Regions from separate parts of the Sus scrofa genome. Here region 2 is linked to region 1. A link is a contact called in public Hi-C data. All regions are on one chromosome and are shown on one strand. Each heading gives the region's core, a stretch centred on a gene start, on an enhancer-like site or on the middle of the called end of the contact. The rest is flanking DNA. Distances are from core to core; before and after follow the strand shown. Region 1 holds the start of PIP4K2A (phosphatidylinositol-5-phosphate 4-kinase type 2 alpha). Region 2 overlaps PIP4K2A (phosphatidylinositol-5-phosphate 4-kinase type 2 alpha).

Evidence for each region. Hi-C and Micro-C count contacts between places; a contact is called where the count stands out from the background.
Region 2: a contact with region 1 is called in a Hi-C map of blood, with 2.4 times the contacts expected there. The contact joins the enhancer-like site here to the promoter of PIP4K2A in region 1. A contact is called at or near these places in 6 of 47 Hi-C or Micro-C datasets (alveolar macrophages, blood, embryonic fibroblasts and 1 more) and 1 of 2 datasets of contacts at active chromatin or transcription factors (alveolar macrophages).

The regions. Positions count from the first base shown.
Region 1 is chr10:52,222,285-52,226,455 of Sscrofa11.1, forward strand. PIP4K2A (phosphatidylinositol-5-phosphate 4-kinase type 2 alpha) reads left to right here and starts at 2,249. Exons shown (of 10, transcript NM_001195781.1): 1 at 2,249-2,522. The coding sequence starts at 2,379.
Region 2 is chr10:52,283,772-52,287,942 of Sscrofa11.1, forward strand. All of the region lies in intron 1 of PIP4K2A (phosphatidylinositol-5-phosphate 4-kinase type 2 alpha), which reads left to right. Among named protein-coding and RNA genes, the nearest start is that of PIP4K2A, 61 kb to the left of the region's middle. Within about 2 kb of position 2,015, at least 7 of the 83 cell types and tissues checked have an H3K27ac peak or open chromatin away from gene starts, as enhancers often do.

The sequences.
Region 1 (4,171 bases), core at 999-3,498:
CAGGAAAGAGAGAATACTGGAGCACAATTATTTTCAAGGACAGGACCTGGGAAAGTGTTTTAGGTGGAGTGGTGACGAGAGGCAATAATCAATGATAATTCTAAGCTTTCAAGTCTGGGTCAATGAAAATTTGTTAAACAAATGAACTTCTGGCTGGAGTAACTGAGTGATATGAATGCCATTTCCAATATAATCGAAAAATGAACCGATGTATGAGATGAAGATGTTGATCTTGGCTTTAGACAATTTTTTGAGGTGCCTGTGGGCAATTGATGTAGAGATGCTCAACCAGGCACTTCTCTAAGATCAGGATAGAGGTTGTGGGTTATACACAAGAACTCTGCATCTTACCTTGTATGTGTACAATGCCATGTGATTTACGGAGTGCTTTTCAGAGCCCCTTGTCAACTGTGGATTTTGATTCTAACAAATATCGTATAAAGTAGGTAGGGCAGGATTATGATCACCAGGCCCAGAGTAGTCCCTAAAGTGACATCTGTGTCTGATTTTAGTAACATGACAAACCTGAGACTCAGAGAGTTTCACTGGTTTGCTCATTGGGAGCACTGGGCAACCCTGTCTCTTCTCACTACAAATTTAGGTTCTTTTAAAAAAATTATTAATATTATTATTGTCTTTTAGGGCCTAAACCCACAGCTAGGGGTCGAATTGGAACTGTAGCTGCCGGGCTTACCCCACAGCCACAGCAACATGGGATCCAAGCTGCATCTTTGACCTACACCACAGCTCCCTGCAACGCTGGATCCTTATCCCACTGAGTGAGGCCCCGGGGTCGAACCTGCATCTTCTTGGATACTAATCAGATTGGTTTCTGCTGAGCCACCGAGCCACCATGGAAACTCCAGGTTCTTTTTTTTAAAACAGTAAGTGTGGTTCTGGTTGAGGCCGGGGGAACAGATAACATTTTGGACAACAGTATGAAGCAAGAGAGTAAGAGGACTTTGGGGCAACCCTTATGTTTAAGAACAAAGGAGCAAAGGAAGGTGACCCCGAGATCTGTCACTTCCTACCCCTTGAGACTCAAGCTCCGCTCCGTAAGGCATAAGGGTCTGTCATCCTGTCTTTCCCTGACAGAAGCAAGCAGATTGCTAGGCACACAGCAGGAAACCACTGCATTTGGGGGAGTAACAATGACAGTAGACATATAATCTTGCCGGGTAGCCTGAATAGGGTAAGTGCCTAGACCAGGATGCTGGTTACTGGAGAAGATACAGGGACAGCAGATTTTTAGACATGCTTGGAAAGGCAGCTTCCTGAGGTGAGTCAGGTGTTCCTAGCATTCAGAAGGGCTAAATTTAGGTGTACGTGGATGAAGACAATGGAAAGATTTCCGTGGAAGGTGAGTGGAACGGATAAAAAGAAGAGATGTAGGAAACCTCGGAGGATTTGACGTAGAAGGTGCAATTTGGGGCAGGATTCTCTGGGCCAAACCAAAGGCTCTGGATGAGGCATGCAGGGTCCTGTCCCTGGCGACCGTGAGTTGTGGTGGGAAAGACAGTCCCGGGGGTTGGGTGAGCGTCTCCCTTCTGCATGCGCGTGGGAAGGCCCAAGTTCAGGGTTCAAAAGGCTCGATGGTTAAAAGCACAAAGGGATTAATAAATTCATTGCAGGGCTCCTTTGGGAGGAGGCCAACAATGTGTCCAGGTCCGTTTCCCCGGTGCTAGGGAAGCTCTGGTCTCCACCAGGGTTTCAGATCTCTCTAGGTCTCCCGATTCTTGGCACCGGAGAGCGGCGGTGCCCCGAGCCTCCTTCCTTAGCCTCACCACCGCCTCTGGGGTCTCCTCTCCTCCGACCTCCCCATTGCCTCCACCCCTTCCTCTTTTTCTCCCGGGCAGAAGGGGACGCCCTGCGGGAGTCCTCACGCTCCCTGCGCCGCATGCCCACCCCGCGGCCTCCTCAGCCGGCGGGGAGCGTCCGCCCCGAGCTCGCCGGCGTCCCCCGGGCCGCGGAGCCCGGGCAGGAGCTGGAGCGCGAGGGCGCAGCTTAACGGTCCCGCGGCCGCGCCCCGCGCCCCGCCCGGCGGCGCCGCAGCTGCTGCCCGCCCGCCCCCTGCGTCATGACGCCGGCGCCCAACGCGGAAGCCGCTCGCGGCGCGCCTGGTCCAGCCGCGGGCTGAGCGCGGAGCCGCGGCGGGCGCGGGATCCCGGCCGGGGCGCGAGCCGAGCACAGCCTCCCTCTCCAGCCGGGCCGAGCGGGCACTGCGGGCGGAGCGGGGCGAGCGCGCCAGTGGGCGCAGCGGACACAGAGCGCCGGGGCCGCCGCCGGGGGGGATGCGGCTGCCTCCCCGGGCCGGCGTGTAGAGAGGGCGGGTCCCCGGCCTCGGGAGCGCGGCGGTGGAGGGGACAGAGGCGGCGGCCATGGCGACCCCCGGCAACCTGGGGTCCTCCGTCCTGGCGAGCAAGACCAAGACGAAGAAGAAGCACTTCGTAGCGCAGAAAGTGAAGCTCTTTCGGGCCAGCGATCCGCTGCTCAGCGTCCTGATGTGGGGGGTAAACCACTCGGTAAGGACTCGGGCTGCGGCGCGCAGTCCCTTTCCTCCTCCTCCTCTTCCTCCCCTCTCCCCTCCTCCTCCCGCTGCAGCTGCTGCGGGGCTGGGAGCCCGAGCGGGGCCCCAGCCTTCGGGCTGCTAGCCTTCTGGGGCTGCCCGCTAGCCGAAGCGCCTCGGTGGCCGCAGCCCCGCGCAGCGCGCCAGCCCCTCGGGGGCCGCCCGGGCGCCACTTGGATCCCCTTTGGACCTAGGGCTGGATGTAGGACAAGGGTCCCATCTGCATTTTGAGCTCTGCGGCCGGTACCATTGTCGCCCCCAGTCCGTCCGTCCGCTCGCTGGCGGATCTGTCCCCGGAGCCCAGGAACTGGGAAGTTTGTGCGGGGCACGACTCCGCCTGGGCTATCACCCCAGCGGGGGCTGCTGGGGTCGGAGTCCTGGCGATCGCTTCCTCTGCGGGGGCGGCCCGATCCTCCGTGATTCTGCAGGTGTACCTGTCCGAGGCTAGGGAGCGCCTGGCGGCAACCCCGCACGGGGGACAGGGGTGAGAATACTGGAGATCGGGGAGCTTGGGCAGCGGCTTGGTGCTTAGGTCCTTTTTTTTTTTTTTTTTTTTTTACCTTTAAAGGCGATATTCTTGGACACAAGAAATCTTTTTGGCAAAGAAAAAGCCAGTGTAAATATGGCACTGGGGTTTAGCATCTTCCTCTGCTCCTCTCCCGCATCGCACTGCCGCTCTGCCTGCTGAAGAGCTGCTTGGCGGGGAGTCTTGCTCCCCACACCTCCTCCCCCACCTTGGGGAGCCAGGCCGAAGTCCCCGACTGCGGAAGGCGGCCTGGGGATGACTTCGGGAGCGGGGGTTGGGGGTAGGTCTCGCCGGGAGCGATGGAAGGCGGTCTTGAGTTGATTGCATCCGTTTGGGGGGTTTGTTTCAAAGGTTGGAGAGGACGCTTGGAAAGGTTAGCCTAACACACACAGCCAGAGGTGCTGAAGATGCGCGGCTGCGGGCTCTGCGGACTGCGGTTTGAGGGTCCGAAATAGCCTCCTGCCGACCTTACCGGGAGAAACTCTTGCAGTTTTAATCTCCTTAGGATCAGGAAACCTGATAGGAGCTGTTGGCTGAGCCATGAAAGTTTAAATGAGCCTGTGCATTTTGACCATGACCTTACTCACTGCAGTCAGCGTCTGAGGAAAAGTATAAGCTTGCCTGCCTTACTTTTGATTTGCATGGGTGTCTGTGGGCCCTTTTCAGCATAATAGAAATGACAGAAAACCATGTTTTTTGTTTTTTAAAAGAACATTCTCAGTTTAAGGAAGTTAGTTTAAATGATTCAAAAGCATTGTATGTATTTTTTTTTTCTTCTTTCCCAAGCTGAGTGGGGGGGGGGGAAGGTGAAACTGTAGCAGGATTGATTGTATTTGCAAGGAATGACTGTAGAAAGTCGAAGAATGATTATTTCTTTCAGCCTAATGCCTGATCCATTGAAGTTCATGTTAACTTGCTAATAACTTCTTTAGCAATTAGGAATGTAAGCTTTTGCAACAGAAAATGTTACTGCACCAAAACTCCCCTAAGTTTTATTACAGTAAATAAAATGTTATTTTTCCTATGTAATAAGTGTACAGTTCAGAGTTTTGTTTCTGAATCTGTTCAGCTTTTTTGTT
Region 2 (4,171 bases), core at 765-3,264, 61 kb after region 1:
AGCAGGAGCTCTGATTCGACTCACAGCCTGGTAACCTCCATATGCTGACAAAAAAAAAAAAAAGAGAGAGAGAGAGAGAAAGAAAGAAAAGGAGTTTGCATCGTGGCGCAGCGGAAACAAATCCAACTAGGAACCATGAGCTTGAAGATTCCATCCCTGGCCTCGCTCAGTGGGTTAAGGATCCGGCATTGCTGTGAGCTGTGGTGTAGGTTGCAGACGTGGTTTGGATCTGGCATTACTGTGGCTGTGGCTGTGGCTGGTAGCAACAGCTCTGATTAGACCCCTAGCCTGGAACCGCCATATGCTGCAGGTGTGGCCCTAAAAAGACCAAAAAAAAAAAAAAAAAAAAGAAAAGAAAAGAAAAGAAAAAGAAAAAAAGAAAATTCAGTATTCACGTGAACACTGATTATAGGTGCAGCATTGTAGCAAGGAGAGGATGCTGAGGATATGGGGGTAAGATGGAATTCATGCCTTCCTGGAGCCCACAGTTTTGCATGGCAGACACTCGTGGAAAGCTTGCAGGGTGTGATGACGACAGGACATCTGTACCTTGCAGCTGGGAGGGACTGAGTTCTGCTTCAGGTGGGGGGGGTGTGGGCTGGGAGGGAGGGTCACGACCATAGCCCTCTCCCCCTGAAAACGGCCTCTGGAAGATCTCCAGTGGATCAATGAAAACCCTCCGTCCAGCGTGTCCTTAGGGTAATTGAGTTATTTTGTGGCTCAAAAGTGCAGAGGAACAGGTATTGTGAGTGCCTCGGGTGATGTATGCTTAGGAAAAGAAAAAGAAAATGATTAAATGGTTCAAGCTAGATATTCTCAAACCGAATTCAACTCTCAGAACCAGAAGCCAGGACGCACCCAGTCCAACCTCCGTGTGTGCTGAGGCCGGAGGGCTGGTGGTGTGTCTGGCCCGAGGGAAGCCAGGGCTGGCTCCTGATCTCTGAGGTTCTTTCTGGTTGGGGCACATTCCTCAGCGCTGAGCTGCCCCAGGCAGCCCCCAGGAGCCTGGAGAGCCTCTCTGGGTCCTTTTATCAAAAGGACCTGGGTTTTGCGGTGGGATGAAATGTGACCTTGTGATCTTGGGCCAGTTATTTAACTGCTCTGAACTGGGTTCCCTCCCCTTAAAATGCAGATTAAAAATTCATATCTAATGGAATTGTTCTGCAGACCTTATGAGATAATATATGTAAAATGCCTCGGATATTACTGGGTTTAGGATAGCGGCTTAGAGTTAATTAAAAAGGAGGACATCCTCATTCGCATTCCTGTGGGATCTTTCGCTACATAGCAACTATATAATCCCCGTGGGTTGGGGAGATAGAGGAGATTTGGTAAAAATCTAGTGAAAGAAGCTTCTTGTTTTTTTGAGGCTTTTTTTTTTTTTTTTTTTTTAACCAGATAGGTATGGAATTTCTTCTAATTGTGATTCTTGAATTTGAGTTATTTTCTCTGTCTCACTGTATTTTGACCTTTTTGTAGTTTAAACCGATTATCCTTCTCAGTTTTTCTTCTCAATATATTTGCATCAAAGCAACGTACATTTTTTCAAAGTTCTCAGATTCCTGTATGTATGTAAAACATTAATGTACCATGACTAATTTCTCCACCTGGGCATGTACTTCAAGTGTTAAAGATGGTATGATGTTGCATCGTGTTGCAATTCTTTCCAGGAAAAAAAAAATCTCTTTCATTGCAGTTTATGTCACATTCAATACTTGGAGTCATTTTTCAGAACCGTTGCATTTTCTAATTGGCAGTATTTTTCTAAAATGATTTATATCATGGCGTGACATTTTGTTGCCACATGTTCAACTTAGAGCAAACCCTTGCAAGTCTAGTTCTGAGAAGATCAACAAAAATTTATAGAAAACGATTTCCCCCTGGGTGAGTCGAGTAGTTTTGCAATCTATTCATAGCTGATTACTTGGGGAAAATGACCCGTTTCTTTTCCTGTCTGTCCTTTGGGTGCCACATGTTTCTGTTATCATGACCTCATTATGGTTTGTAAACCCCAAAATGGGTTGGTCCCTTTTGTAAGGCCTTTTGAAAATGATTTCACAATAGTGCTAGCTTATACCTCCCCTCCCCCGCCCCCCCAAAAGATGCTGGATCTGAAATTTAGCATGATTGTACCCATTTAAAAACTCACAGTAAAAAAATAAAATAGCAGTTATCGTAATAATAAAAAATTCCCATCTACCTTCTCCCATCTCATGCCTGAACTTTAAGCTTTGCAGGTGGCCAGGCCTGCAATACTGTATGCCTTTCAAAGAGTCAGGTGGATAGAGAAAATCTTTCCAAAATTCAAGCAGTATCATCAGATCTCATTGTCCTTGGTGGGCATATTCTTTGAGAAGATATTTTAATTAAGAGCAAAGAGCAAGGTGATTAAGTTCTAGAGCCCTGCTCTGCAACCTTGGGCCCATACTGACCCATGATACATTGTCCACTTAAAAACTTAAGAGGGAATAGACCTGTGATATTGTCTTGCCACAACTAAAAAAGAAGAAATACACAATGTTGAGTGCTATGGAATCTAAATTAGTTTTAGCTTTTTTTTTTTCTTTTCTAGTTGTTTTTGTAAAAATAGTCTTCCAGGGACACTGTTCTGTTCTTTTGCTCTATAGTGTAGAGAGATTAAAAACATCCTTTTGGAATCCTTCAGGTGAAGACAGAAATCTGAAATTGCCCTGGGAGGAATTGTTAGAGCCCCATGAAAGTAAAAAATGAAAGGTAAGAAGTTCCTTGAAAAGGCCAGTATTAGTCCCTTGAAATGTGGAGCTTTGACAGAAAGACCAGAGCTTCATTCCTAAAACTCACTCACCGACCTAAAGTGGTTAGCGGTTGTGCCCACCTGTTCTTCCTGGCTGTCCGAGGGCTGGGCAGAGGGTGGGCAGCACAGCTTTCCTAGCGGCATTGTCTCCACCACTGGCGGTAATGGGGTCAGGACCTTTAGGAGAGGATCTTATTCCATTTGGAAGCCTGAGTTCTGAGGTATAACGTACAGATGTTTGATGTTTGATGTGTCTGTCATGGTATTAGGTGCTGGGACCAAAACAGAGCAAAATAAAACACTGCCCTGGACCCAACGTGTGCATTAGACATTGAACACTGTTCTTGGTATTGTTGGGCACCAGAGGACACTTAAATCCGGCTCAGGGAGTTTAAAATCCAATTGGTAAATGATTTAGGACTCTATTTAAAATTGGTTTTGGGAGTTCCCATTGTGGCTCAGTAGGTTAAGAACGTGACTAGTATCCATGAGGATGCAGGTTCGATCCCAGGCCTAGCTCAGTGGGTTAAGGATCCAGTGTTGCTGTGAGCTGTGGTGTAGGATGCAGACACGGCTTGGATCCCGTGTTGCTGTGGCCGTGGTGTAGGCAGCTGCAACTCTGATTCACCCCTAGCCTGTCAACTTCCATATGCTTCAGATGTGGCCCTAAAGAAGCAAGCAAACAAACAAAAACATATGGATGCAAAAAATAAAACTGGTTTGAATAACTCAAGCTGGCTTGATCAAGAAGGGAACTTACTGACCCAAATACACAAAGTCCAAGTGTCATTTGGCCCAGAGGCTCGGCGAGTTGACTACTCCCTGCTACTTTTGTCTCAGTGCCACTTGCTCAGTGTTTATCTTCACCCTCCTGGTGGCAAGATGGCTTTGATCACCCCAGCTCTACATTTTTTCATCATTGAGTCCAGCAGGAGAGTGTCTCTTGCCCTAATAAAAGTTCAAAGAGGAGTTTCCGCTGTGGTGCAGTGGGTTAAGAATCCGACTGCGTGGCTCAGGTCTCTGCAGAGATGCCGGTCCCATTCCTCGCCTGGTGCGGTGGGTTAAAGGATCTGGCGTTGCCACAGTGGATCTCTGGCCTAGGAACTTCCCTATGCCGCAGGTTAAAAAAAAAAAAAGGTTGAATGAGAGTCTTGGGCCTGACTGTCACTGATTTAGGCTGGGTTATGTGTCTGTTCCTGGGGGTTCACATGTTCCACTTCTGGGGCAGGGCTGGGAATCAAAGAGGGGCTGGTTGTCCCCAGGTAAGGACCTGGGACACCAATACCAGAAGGAGTGGCAAGAACAGCAGGTGTCCAGCACAGGAAGGCAGGACTAATCCAAGAAGGAAAAAAATAACATGACATTAAAGAGCTATGTGGTGATCATATAATTATTTCA